2 separate regions of the Mus musculus genome follow, and region 2 is linked to region 1. A link is a contact called in public HiChIP or PLAC-seq data. All regions are on one chromosome and are shown on one strand. The core of a region is the stretch at or near the end of the contact, and the rest is flanking DNA. Distances in the headings are between cores, read along the strand shown. Region 1 has its middle 4.4 kb from the start of Gm26296. Region 2 holds the start of Mtbp (Mdm2, transformed 3T3 cell double minute p53 binding protein).

Region 1 (6,001 bases), core at 1,012-3,511:
ATGGTTCCTGCTCCTGCTGTTGTTGATGGTCTAGAGAAAAAAAAAGATAAGAAGAAATTGGACATTTCCTAACTAGACAAAGATTGGACTTTCCTCCAAGGAACTCAATGTTCCTATCCAGTAGGAAGTAGTTTAAAGAGACCTACACCTCATTTCTAGACTAACCTTTCTATCCTACCTGGTATTGGGGTATAGAGGGAATAAGGGTTGGAAGGGAGGGGGTAGAATATAAGAAAGCAAATAAAATAGCTATAAAATTTTTATAATTGTTTTCTCTTATTTCAGATCTTAAATGTTTATTTTATGTGTATAAATGTTCTGTCTGCATCACATGCTTGACTGATGCCCAGAGAGATCAAAGAAGGCATTGCATCTCCCTGGAACTGGAGTTACAGACCCACCAGGTGGAGTTCAGAGCCACCCTGTGGATGCTGGGAAATGAACCTGGGTCCTCTCTAAGAGCAGCCAGTACTCTAAAGAGCTGAGTCATCTCTTCAGCCCCTGGTTGTTTGTGCTGGTTTGTTTTGTTTCTTATATACACAGGTTCTTAATGTGGCCCAGGCTAGCCTAAAAACTGATAGGAGGCTGAAGATGACTTTGAACTCCTGACCCTCCAGCTTCTTCAGCGGGCCACATACTGTGGGATTAGAGCCAGGCCACCACCACATCTGCCTAAATTAAAATCTTAATCAGCTAAATGTTTAAATTATGTAGAAATAACTAACCAAGTATAACCATCAAAACTTAAAATGTAGGGCTGGTGAGATAGCTCAGCAGGTAAAGAGCCTTACTAACTGTTTGTCTTCAGACCCAGGGACAAGGGACTGAGATGCATAATATTTTTACATATCAAAGCAGACCTCGCCTTCAGGCTCTCCCAACATTCCTCAGTCCCAACCCTGCATATCCCTCCCCCAACCCTGAACTTTCCAGCCCAGGGGCTGGGCTGCCCTTCCCCCTGAGGCTCTTCCCTATATAATCAGACCTTTTGGCCTCCGACCCCCTCCTCTTCTGTCTTCCCCCTTTCCTTCTCTCTATACACATGCTTTCTCTCTTTCTTTTTCCCCTCCCCTCTGTGTCCGTTCCCATGATGACTATCCCGCCTTTTCCCTTGGGGCCATGAACTCAACCACCAGGGAGCCCCTTCCCAATAAACTTACATTTATACATATTTTAATGTTTTGAATCGACTTACTTGTCCAGTGTAGAGAAATAATTTATTACTACTGACCTTGGTGAATGAATTTAAGCCCCTATAAAAACCCACTTAGTAGCAGGAGAAAACCAGGGGACCACAAGTTGTCCTCTGACCTCTATATACACCTGCATTGTGACATATGTGCACCCACACATAAACAGCATATGCACACACTAAGTGCGTGCTTAAACATTCCACGTAAAATCATTGCCACACAAGGCTAGATAGCAGTATCTAGGTCCTGCCCTATCAGATTCCAAAGAGTTTTTACAGCCTGTTAGGGAAGCAATAAAGTGATTGACATGTGTACAGCTGCAGTATGGTATATCCCACAGCTACACTCTCCGGATATGTTGGAGATTCAGTTTTGATTACAGAGAAGCGGCTTGTCCTGAGCACATCTTAGTTGAGACATCATTCGTCGGGGGCGGACTAGTCTAGAGGTGTTGGAGATTCGTGCTGGGATGACGTAAGGCACACCACCTCCCAGCGCTTCTGTTCACACAGGCTTTCTGTGGTCAGATAGTAAAAGCGCCGGCTGCTGCTTGCTGGGAACATCTATCAAAACACCCAGCAGAATAAGGACGCGTTAGGTCAAGACCTTACAAGGTCTCCTCTCCTTCCTCCCAGGACTTGACAGTTTTTCCCTGCGTGACTCTTTTGTAGCTTCGTGAGACTTTATTTCATGTTTATTGTTCTTTGCTCCCTTGGGGTTAAATATTAAGCCCATTTCTGGAAGTCTGCTATGCTTGGGTCCACAAAGATTCCTAACAAGGGCTTAATGAAGGTGGAGAGTGGCACCTGGCGGTCCAGTCTGACTGGGCGGAGCATCGGATAGCCTGGGCTTTGTCTAATTTGCTGTAACTTTTATATCGACCTTGTTTAGGTACGGGTGGCTGACACAGAACAAGACCTGATTAAAAATAGAAAAAAGAAAAAAAAAATCTGTGTTTCTGCGGCAGTGCAGGCTAAGACAGCAAACACGGAGTCCTTAAACTCAACCCTGCTAGTCCATGAGCTGTGTGGCACAGGAACCCCGGGGCAAGTTAAATATTAAGCAGGAAAAGTCCCAGATCCGATATGTAACAGCAGAGACCGACATAAACAAACACAGCTAGCTCTGAGGAACATGGGAGGCTGCGGAGGCCTGTCAGTGAGTTGAGGGACACAAGGAACGCTTGTGTTTGCAGATTTTTCTCACCACCACTATGAGCTGCATCCACTGTGAAAACTAGCACTTTACATGCCCGACATGGTAGAAGGTTCTAGAACGCAGGGGCCCATCTTACTTCATTAACATTTGTTTGGTTTCTTCATATCACAAGTGTATCACAAGTACCGAATAGTCCAGTCCCTTTCCTATTTATTCACTTAGAGGCTTCTTTGCCTGTTTCTTGTCAGGCACACTCTCCTGGCTGGGTCCACAAGAGGAGGAAGCAGCAAACTTAACAGAACATTTTAAGATTTTTCACTGGACACCTTATATATTTGCTGGTTCAGGTAGTCATTTTGAGGTCAGAGAAACATTCTTAGAAATAGCCAAGGTGTGGTTTCTGACTCCCTGCCCCCACCCCGGGATAAGGAACTGAGGACATATTTTACATATCAAAGCATAGCTCGTCTCCAGGTTCTCCCAGCATCCCTCAGTCCCTACTTCGTCTATCCTACCCCCCAACCCTGAACGTTCCATCCCAGGTGCTGGGCTGCTCTTCCCACAGAGATCTCTCTCTCCCTCCCTCCCTCCCTTTCTTCCTCTCCCTCCCTCTCCTCTCTCTGCAGCCAGTGCATGCCCTTTCTTTCTCTCCCCGCTCCCCACTTCTCTCTCCCCATGATGGCTTTGGACCCTAGAGCAGCTTTTCAATAAACCTGCCTGTATATAATCTAATCTGGCTTGAATGGGCTCATTTCACCAGTGGAGAAATAACCTATCAGCCAATAGAAACCAAACCTAGTGACACCCACCTAACACTCAGGAAGCTGAGGGAGGAGGCTCAGGAATTTGAGAGCAGCCTGGGACACATAGCCAGCCGCTGCCAATAAAAAGAAAAGAATGACTGCTCTTCCAGAGGTCCTGAGTCCAAATCCCAGCAACCACATGGTGGCTCACAACCATCGGTAATGGGATCTGACGCCCTCTTCTGGTGTACCTGAAGACTGCAACAGCTTACTCACATATATAAAATAAATACATCTTAAAACCAAAACCAAAACAACACAAAACAAAAACAAGAAAAAGAAAAGAAAAAAGAAGAACCGAGCAGTAGTAGGTAAATGCTGGGGCAGTGGGTATAGTTCAGTGCTAGGAAACTTGTTCAGCTTGCACAGGGCCTCAAGCCCCACACTTGCACATGAAATAACATAGAGTATTTATTGCAGTCTAAATATATGCTTTGCTAAATGTTTTCTATGGAAGGTTTACAACAATTCCATTATAAGTACTCATAAAATTCCCAGTTTATGGGCAAGGGCCAAGAGCACAAGGTCATGGTATGCACTTAATGGGGAAGAAAAATCTAGAATAAGACTTGTTCCTGGAGAGCAAAACACGTTTTAAATTTTTAAATTTATGTTTTAGAGACAGGGTCTTACTGACCCTACACTGTCTATAAACTCATCCCTCCTGCCTCAGCCTCCTGACAGCTGGGATTATAGGGGTGGGTCGCTACCTACCCACAATGCTGCTGTTTCTGATCCCTGGCTCCTCCTCCCCACCCTCTGGAGTCTGAATTTTATAGGGAAGAGCCGCTAGGGAAAAGTCAGCCCTGCCCCTGGGCTGGAAAGTTCAAGATTGGTGTGCAGGGGATGCCTCTTAAAGACCAAGGGAGGCTGGGTGAACCTGGAGGCCAGGTCTGCTTTGATATGTAAATATACTCCTTAGTTCCAAGTCCTGGGTCTGAAACCAAGCTGGTGGGAAACAAACAAACAAACAAACAAACAAGGAAACCTTGAAGTACCAGACAGTTCAGCTACCTTCTCCTTCCTCAATTAGGCAACTGCAGGAGAAAGACAAAGAGACTCAGCGCCCTCCCAACTCTTTGGGATCCTGAATGAGAAGAGATTAGAGTTTAGACAGCTGGCCATTGTCATGCACATCTAAGCAGTAACAGTGGATGCATAGCCCCGCCCACCCAGAATAGTCTGGGCTTCACTGTCGTCCTGTAAGCTATGGGAAATCTTTGGGGAGGGAGACAAATTCTCACGTCTGGCTCCCCTGGAGCTGTTTCCTCCTTCCAGTATGAGATTCCTAGGGTGATTTCTATTTCTTGGGGATCTATGGTTTGAATAGCCTAACTGACACATTGAGAGACCTAAGAGTCTCTTTAAAACATATTTATTTTTTCTAGCCTCCTTACAAAGCTTCAGTTTAGGAAATGAATCAAGGAAATGGCTAAACCCCAGCTTACAGTGGCCACATGATAGAGGTTTGTTCAATAAAGTATATCACACACACACACACACACACACACGTTTGCTCCAAGTTTGTAGCAGTCTGTAGCCTCGGAGGTTTTGCCGCCGATGCTGTTTCTGGCTCTCCTCTATGAGAGTTCCCTTTGAGTCATTCCTGGAGGCAGACTCCTGTGTCTCTAATTTCCTCAGAGCCTCCTGAAGGCACCAGCAAGGTCAAGGCTGACATCTGGTGGTGCAACTGGGACCTTGGTGGTCAGAGAAAAATCAAGTTGAGCTCATAACAAAAATACAGAGGTAAAGGGCAAAGTGATTTGTTGAAACCGGACACTTGATCCTCGAACCGGAATAGAAAGAGAGGCAAACCCTGAGGCTGCTAGAGCTTTTCCATGGAACACAGCAGCAGCCACTACTCTTGCTGAGGGTTTATGCGCATCATTGTTGTATTTGCCTCATGAGTGTGATCCAAAGAAACCTAAGGCCTCTCTCAGCAATACTTCAGCTCAATCTTACCTCTGTCTTCATCTCTACCTGCTTTGTGATTCCCCCTCCCCCCTCCCCCCAACCAGGTACAACTGTTCTGGTAAAAGCAAAAGTCTGTGTTAAAACAGGTCAGAGGGAAGCTGGGAGAGATGGCTCAGCGGTTAAGAGCACTGACTGCTCTTCCAGAGGTCCTGAGTTCAATTCCCAGCAACCACATGGTGGCTCACAACCATCTGTAATGGGATCTGATGCCCTCTTCTGGTGTGTCTAAAGATAGCTACAGTGCACTTTAAAACAAACAAATAAACAAACATGACAGAGAGGTTGACAACATCAAGGAAGGCTTGCAACCACATGGTGGCTCACAACCATCCGTACCGAAATCTGATGCCCTCTTCTGGAGTGTCTGAAGACAGCTACAGTGTACTTACATATAATAAATAAATACATCTTTTAAAAAATGGGAAAAAAATAAAAAGAAGACAAGGCACTTTTCATTTAGGCTGGCGGTGAGAGTTGCCACTGCCCTTTCATTCCTGACAAATTCTTGATTCTTGAGTTGGCCTTACTTTGTGTACATAAAATCAAAGTCACAAAGAAGAATGCCTTGGTTTTCATCTAGATAAAGTGTGTTGATGGACTTCTGAACATTTATTTTATGAATTATGGCAAAGTTGTATCAAGAAAAAAAAAGTTGTAGGTGTGGTAGCCCATGCCTTTAATTACAGCACTGGGGAGGCAGAGGCAGGTGGCCGCTGTGAGCTCTAGGCCAGCCTGGTCTACATCGCAAGTTCTAGGACTGCCAGGGTTACATAGACACTGTCCCACCCCCACCCATCGCCCCCTAAAAAAAAATTAAAAATTAAAAAAAAAAAAGGAAAAAGAGGCTCTAAAAGAAGTCTTTGATTATTAGAA
Region 2 (6,001 bases), core at 2,164-4,663, 290 kb after region 1:
ATAACTGGCCAGAAATACAAAAGGCACAAAGGAAAGAACCAACGAGGACTGGGGAAGAACATGCAGACAGAGAAGGGTGCGTGAAAGCTACCCAAGCAAAACTGTGCTTCTCAGGCCAATTAAGGAGACAACAGCAGGCCACAGAGGATTGCTCAGGGGCAGGCGAGAATAATGTTAGGAGGTGCAGGAGCCCCATTAATGAGTCCTGCAGGGGACATGCCCACTTTGTGTTTTATTCTTTTGTTTGGAAAACGATAACTAAGCCTTTTTTTTCTTAAAGTTTTCTGTGCAGAAACTATGTATGAACAAAATAGTGTACAGAACAGCAGTCCAAAAAAGTACAGAAGGAAGGGGTGGCGAGATGGTGCCGGATCGCAGGAACGCTGCTCTTTAGTTTATAGATTCAGCATGCTGTTTAGGCAGGGTGTAGGGACACAGAAGAAGAGTCACAGGACACAGAAGTAGAGAAGACTTCAAACCACACCATCAGAAAGGACACAGACACTATGAATTAAGATGGGGAAAATTGAGAAGGCCAGTTGGTTTGGGTAGGGAAAACCAGGAGTATAATGTCTCTAACTGGGCTGATGACTAATGGATATCCAAGAGGACATGCTGAGCAGACAGTAGGTTCAGAGTTCAGCATACAGGTCAAAAACAGAGACGGGCATATGGAAGTATTATCATACACATAGGTTTTAGAGATCTGAGGCAGAAATCAGCAACTTAATGAATGAGAAGAGGTCCAAAGACTGCACACTAGGATGTGTCCACATTTCAGTGTGAGGAAAATTTGGATATGACAGGAAAATGCCTCAGTAAAAGGTCATGTCGAAATGCCTACAAGCAAAACTCTTCTAGAATGAAAAGTTTATTTTATAAACAGCATACAGAAACAAATCTTCAATTCAAGAGTGAAAGGCAACTTATCACATCAAGCTGGCTCTACCTTCCCAGGGGAAAAATTTTAGAAAATAGGCAACATCTATTAAAACCTCTCCACTCAAAGGCATGTCGTCATGAGAAGAGACTAGTGGAAGAAGGGAAACTCAATTTACAGTGGAAATCAGGACAGCACTGGAGTGCAAGTAAGGTTACTGGTGGGTTTTTGTTTAGTAATAGTATCAAATGGGACTGTTTAAAACACACACACACCATCAAATTCAGTTTAGCACCTGATGAGGTCTTCCAGAAGGAATAGAATAGAGAATCTTTATATACACGCAGAAAGGAGCCCTTGAACACAGTCCCGTGAAACCTCATGAAGTTCCTATTCTGGAGTTGTAAAGCACGGCTGCCCATGACGGATCTAAGGCAGTACTTACTCAGCTGATGGTACACTGGTTTATTTAATCCTTGCAGTTTGTTGGATGCTATAACCGCAAGTTTGCCAGGGGGCTGCATTTTGCCATCTAAGAGATACCACATTCGAGCAAAAGTGGCCCATTGCTAGGAAATAAAGAGAATAAGAAAATTCTAGTTAAAATGGAAACAATTAAAACCATTACTATACACTATTATGGGTATTCTATAACTAATGCCAGCAATTACTTTGAAAAACAGACTATCACTAGTTTGTGTGGGTGTGTAATTTGTTTCCATTACCAGTTCTGAGGTCTTTTCTTGTTATGGCATTAAGATAGTAAGGCATGTTACACAGAAAGCTGAGTGGCCAACTGCCAACTGAAGATTATTCAAGAACTCAGTTCTAGGAGAGCTAAACACAACTATGCAATCAGAGCAGTATAGCTTAGATTCAGTATGTCTATGTGTGTGTGAGAACTGAGAAACCAGGCAAGCACTCTACCACTGAGACCCATCACTAACCCCTTTCATGCTTTTGAGACAAGAGTCTCACCAAGTTACTCAGCTTAGCCTCGAGTTCACCCTGTACCCGCCAAAGGCTTGAAATTACAACTATCCCCACTTCATTCTCTAGAATAGCTGGTATTACAGGCCTGTCTTCCAAGACATCTTTAGGTCATCTGATAAAATCACTGTCTTCAATGCCTCCAAACTAAGGAAATTATCTCTATTCCAGAAAGATCTTGTCCAGGTACTTTCATATGCATATACACAAGGATTATATGCTAGAAAAATACACTTATAAGCTTGTGGTTTCATATTAGTTATCCTAAATTTTAAACTAGCCTATGCATACGCAAAAGACAAGTTTACCACATTCCATGTGAACTAATACTTTAAAAAAGCTTGATAAATAATAGAAATACTGCCACATGTCAACTTGCTGTCAAAGTTTTAAATATTCACATCTGTTATTTACCTGATTATAGACAGGTAACAACTACATTTAAAGGAAATGTACTTCAAGTAGTGTTAGGCTAGGAGTTGTCTTGGATTAACATATCAGAAACTAATTCTTTCTCTTCTATCTAGAATCTGCTTCAGTTTCAGTATTCCCTATGAGTCAGCCTTCCGGTTGCCCAAACCAGAATTCTTAAAAGTTATTCTTGTTTCTCTTTACACCCACATTCAAATCTTTAATATATATTGTGGACTTCTTAGAACTCCAATGTTTCAGCCTGACTTGTAAAATGAGTATTTTGTGTGGTACACTAAAATAGAATTCTAACTGAATTCTCCCTTTAGCCCTTCAAAGATCTCCCATCTGTGAACAGTTTATCTTCCACCTGGCGGCTTGAGTGCTTGCTTGATCCTTCTGATGCCTAAGACTTCTAGGTCAAAACTCTACAACAGGTCTTCATTCTTTATAAACAGTCTTAAGCAGCGCAGGCTTGACTTCAAGCTCACTAAGTATCGGAGAAGGCTGGCCTTGAACTTCGGATCTTTCTCCCTCCACCTCCCAAGTGCTAGGATAACATGCGTGCACCATAATTCCAGGTTTATGCGGTGTTGGGGATGGAACCCAGGCATGCTACGCTACATCAGCTACAGCTCCACACCTTCCCTTCCCCCTCCCCTACTGTACTAAACAAAAATAAACATCTTTTAGTGGTTTTTACTGCCCCACGTCATTCAACCTATTATTTCACTTTAGCTCTCTTTCCGCAAGGAACAAAAGACACGAAAGGGGCAGACTGAGGAGAGAAAGGAGCCAAAACAAAGATATCAAGTGGTAGGCAGACTCACAACCCTCTGGTAAGTGACTCCTAAAGCATTTCTTGGGTACGGGTGTCAGCTTCCCTGAAAGCTCAGCTTCTGCACTAAATCCCTGTGAACACTGCTCTTCATTTTCGCCAGCGTACTGAGCACACTATCCTGCCCGAAACGCGCAAACTCACCTGGGGCGCCCTAGAGAAGCTGGACATGCTCTCCGACCCGCGGCGTCCTTTACTTTGCACCCGCCCCGCCGGGGAACCAGCACCACGGGTCCGGCGGGAAACACAGACACCCGAGCATGAAGGTTCCTACTGCCGTCGCGTGCGCTCATCTGCTTCCCCGCCACACTCGGGTCCCCGCCGGTAGCGGTTTCGTTATGAGAGGAGCAGAGAGTGTGGCTCCTGAGAGAATAATTTCCCACAATAATTGGCGGGAAAACCGACGTAGGACATTATTTTGCAGCCAACCTGAGCGGCAGGAAACCGGAAGTGCACGTTGCGCGCGGCTCTTTTGAGACCTAACACTGAGTCCGGGCGCGAAGAGGATGGATCGGTACTTGCTGCTGGTCACCTGGAGGGAAGGGAAGTTTCGATCCGTGGCGGGTGGGGAGATCGAGCCTGGCACTGAGGCGACATCCCTGGAGAGCACCGACAAACAGCCCGGTAAGCTCTGGGCGGAGAAGAGGCGGGAACGACCGGCGGCGGGGAAGCGAAGGATTTGAGTTTCTGATGAAATCCCGGAGGGAGGCGCATAGGTCGAATGGTCCCGGGAACGTGCAACTAACTCTCTGAAGTAGTTTCTATAAGAACTGAGCAGTAGTATGTCAATGGAAAAGATATAAAGTTGTGGGTATTAGATGCCAGTGTCCCAAGTGCTTGGTGAACTGAATATTTGCCTGGTTGAATCTTCTGGTGGCATAGTCATCGAATTTTTGCTTTTAGGGAAGGTATGCTTGCAGAAAGAAGTGTCCCTTGGCGTTCCTACCACCTTGAAGAAAGCACAGAAAGAAATGATAGGTTCTGCAGATCTGAGTTTTACATTCTATGAAGGAAACATTCCACACTAAAAAAAGAGAAATGACCAGCTTTAAAAGATTTTAGCTGCATTGCTTTTTTGGCGTACTTGACTAATCTCAATATTACGTTTTCCTTGTTTTGATTAAGCAGACATTTTTAGGAAGAAATGTATATAGTTCGTATATACTTCTTTTGGAAGGAAGTTTTGATTTCTTGTTACTGATTAGCATATACAAATGAGGAGACTTGGCTGTTTTCTCTGCGGTGTCAGCACTTGAATAGACTTGGTCAACATGTATTCTGTCTACAACTTACTGGCCTTCAGATCCTCTGATAGTGAAATGGAAACAGGCCCTAGATTATGTTAACTCTTGAGTTAGATGACTGAGTCAGGTCTTTATTTTTATAGATTTGACCGCAACCAATATTTATCACCTCTTGAAGAGAAGCATCAGCGATTCAATCCATCCAGATGACAGTACATTCCCTGGTAAGTACAGAAGTGTAATGGTAATGAAATTCCTCTCCTATCCACCACCACCCCCCACCCCCAAAGTCTGACACAGCATTTTTTTGGAAATCAGTCAGTTTGATAACCTAGGAGTACAAGAAAGACTTGTTGACTTGAGAGGCACAGGGCTATGGGGGTATCTTAAAGAAAACCTCAACTACATTACTATTCCTTCCTGATATTTGAATGTTGTAAGTTTTTATAAAAGTTATTCTGGGTTCCCATTGTGAGAGTTTTGCTTCCATATAACCCTTGCTCTCCTGGAACTCTTTATCTGTAGACCGGCCTGGCCTTGAACTCACAGAGATCTGCCTGCTTCTGTCTTCCCAAGTGCTGGGATTAAAGGCATGTGCCACCACTGCCCTGCTTGTGGAAGGGTTCTTGTCTTGAGTAAAGACAACCCGTTACAGCTCCCACTCTGCCTTCTTTACCACATGTGGGTGTTGTTTTCCTGTCTATTTTACTGATTCTCTTAAAGCAAAAACAGCTTTGAGTCATCTGCTTTGACTTTCTGAAGTTCTCACTACTTTTTTTTTTGGGGGGGGGGCAAGAAATCTTCCCTACTTTTAGTTCTATTGGTACTTTACAAATATATCTATTTGTAAATGTATTTGATAATTTTCTTCTCTTTTACTTCTCCATCTGATAATATCCTTTAAGGCCCAGAAAATATGAATATGGAGACAGATCAGATCCTACAAGCTGAAGGAAGTGTCTATAGTTGGCAGGAAAAAATAGCCTCCTTTTGAGAGCTGCAGCTCTCATGATTCTGTTATAATCGGCTCCCTTCCTTATTGGAGAACCTCTAGTCTCGGGGGCAGCTCTCACCACTAAGGATTGATTTCCAGTATGTAGGCACTGTACTAGCCTGTTGTCCACGTTCTAATGGTACTCTTATTAATTTCTGAAGTTGGTAAAGTTTAGCGAATTCTTTAAAACATTCTAGACTGGGTTCTCATGAAAGTATTCACTCTGCTTGGAAGGACAGGGTTTCTTATAAGACACCCCTTTTGTACAGTAATGCAGAACTCTGCAAGTGATGTGTACTGAAGGCATGCAAGACCATCCCAGTTCAATAATCAATTAGACAGTAGAATTGTTCCATGACCTGTAACATTCCTATCAAAGCTAATTAAAAACTCTTGTTGGTTTTTAATGGCTCAGTGGGTGGGGTTGCTTGCTCTCAAGGCTGATGACCTGAGTTCATTCCCCAGGACCTATACTGAAGGAGAAGTGCAGCGCCTGCAAGTCATCTATCTGATCTCCACACAGAGTGTGACACATAGGTGTCTACACACACACACACACACACACACACACACACACACAATGCAACTAAAAAGAATTTAAAACACTGATTGTTTTAAATATGTAAGACAGTGAAAGAAATAGT

What was found. HiChIP or PLAC-seq counts read pairs in DNA pulled down with a chosen protein or histone mark.
Region 2: an H3K4me3 HiChIP or PLAC-seq map of the SCID.adh cell line shows a contact between it and region 1, with 27 read pairs. The contact joins the promoter of Mtbp here to the enhancer-like site in region 1. A contact is called at or near these places in 9 of 39 promoter capture datasets (the 3T3-L1 cell line, 3T3-L1-derived adipocytes, the HPC-7 cell line and 6 more), 1 of 15 datasets of contacts at CTCF or cohesin (the NIH/3T3 cell line), 3 of 484 Hi-C or Micro-C datasets (the HPC-7 cell line, the N1E-115 cell line and bone marrow-derived macrophages), 24 of 115 datasets of contacts at active chromatin or transcription factors (DN3 thymocytes, the SCID.adh cell line, T-cell acute lymphoblastic leukemia and 16 more) and 3 of 9 other capture datasets (adipose tissue, liver and pancreatic islet).

What each region holds. Positions count from the first base shown.
Region 1 is chr15:55,263,975-55,269,975 of GRCm38.p6, forward strand. No RefSeq gene overlaps it. Among named protein-coding and RNA genes, the nearest start is that of Gm26296, 4.4 kb to the left of the region's middle. Within about 2 kb of position 2,262, at least 55 of the 459 cell types and tissues checked have an H3K27ac peak or open chromatin away from gene starts, as enhancers often do. A contact at or near this core is called in the N1E-115 cell line, the SCID.adh cell line, adipose tissue and 4 more, where this site is marked.
Region 2 is chr15:55,553,995-55,559,995 of GRCm38.p6, forward strand. It overlaps Mtbp (Mdm2, transformed 3T3 cell double minute p53 binding protein), which reads left to right and starts at 3,414. Exons shown (of 22, transcript NM_134092.3): 1 at 3,414-3,743; 2 at 4,507-4,587. The coding sequence starts at 3,626. It overlaps Mrpl13 (mitochondrial ribosomal protein L13), which reads right to left and starts at 3,318. Exons shown (of 7, transcript NM_026759.3): 1 at 3,264-3,318; 2 at 1,326-1,449. The coding sequence starts at 3,290.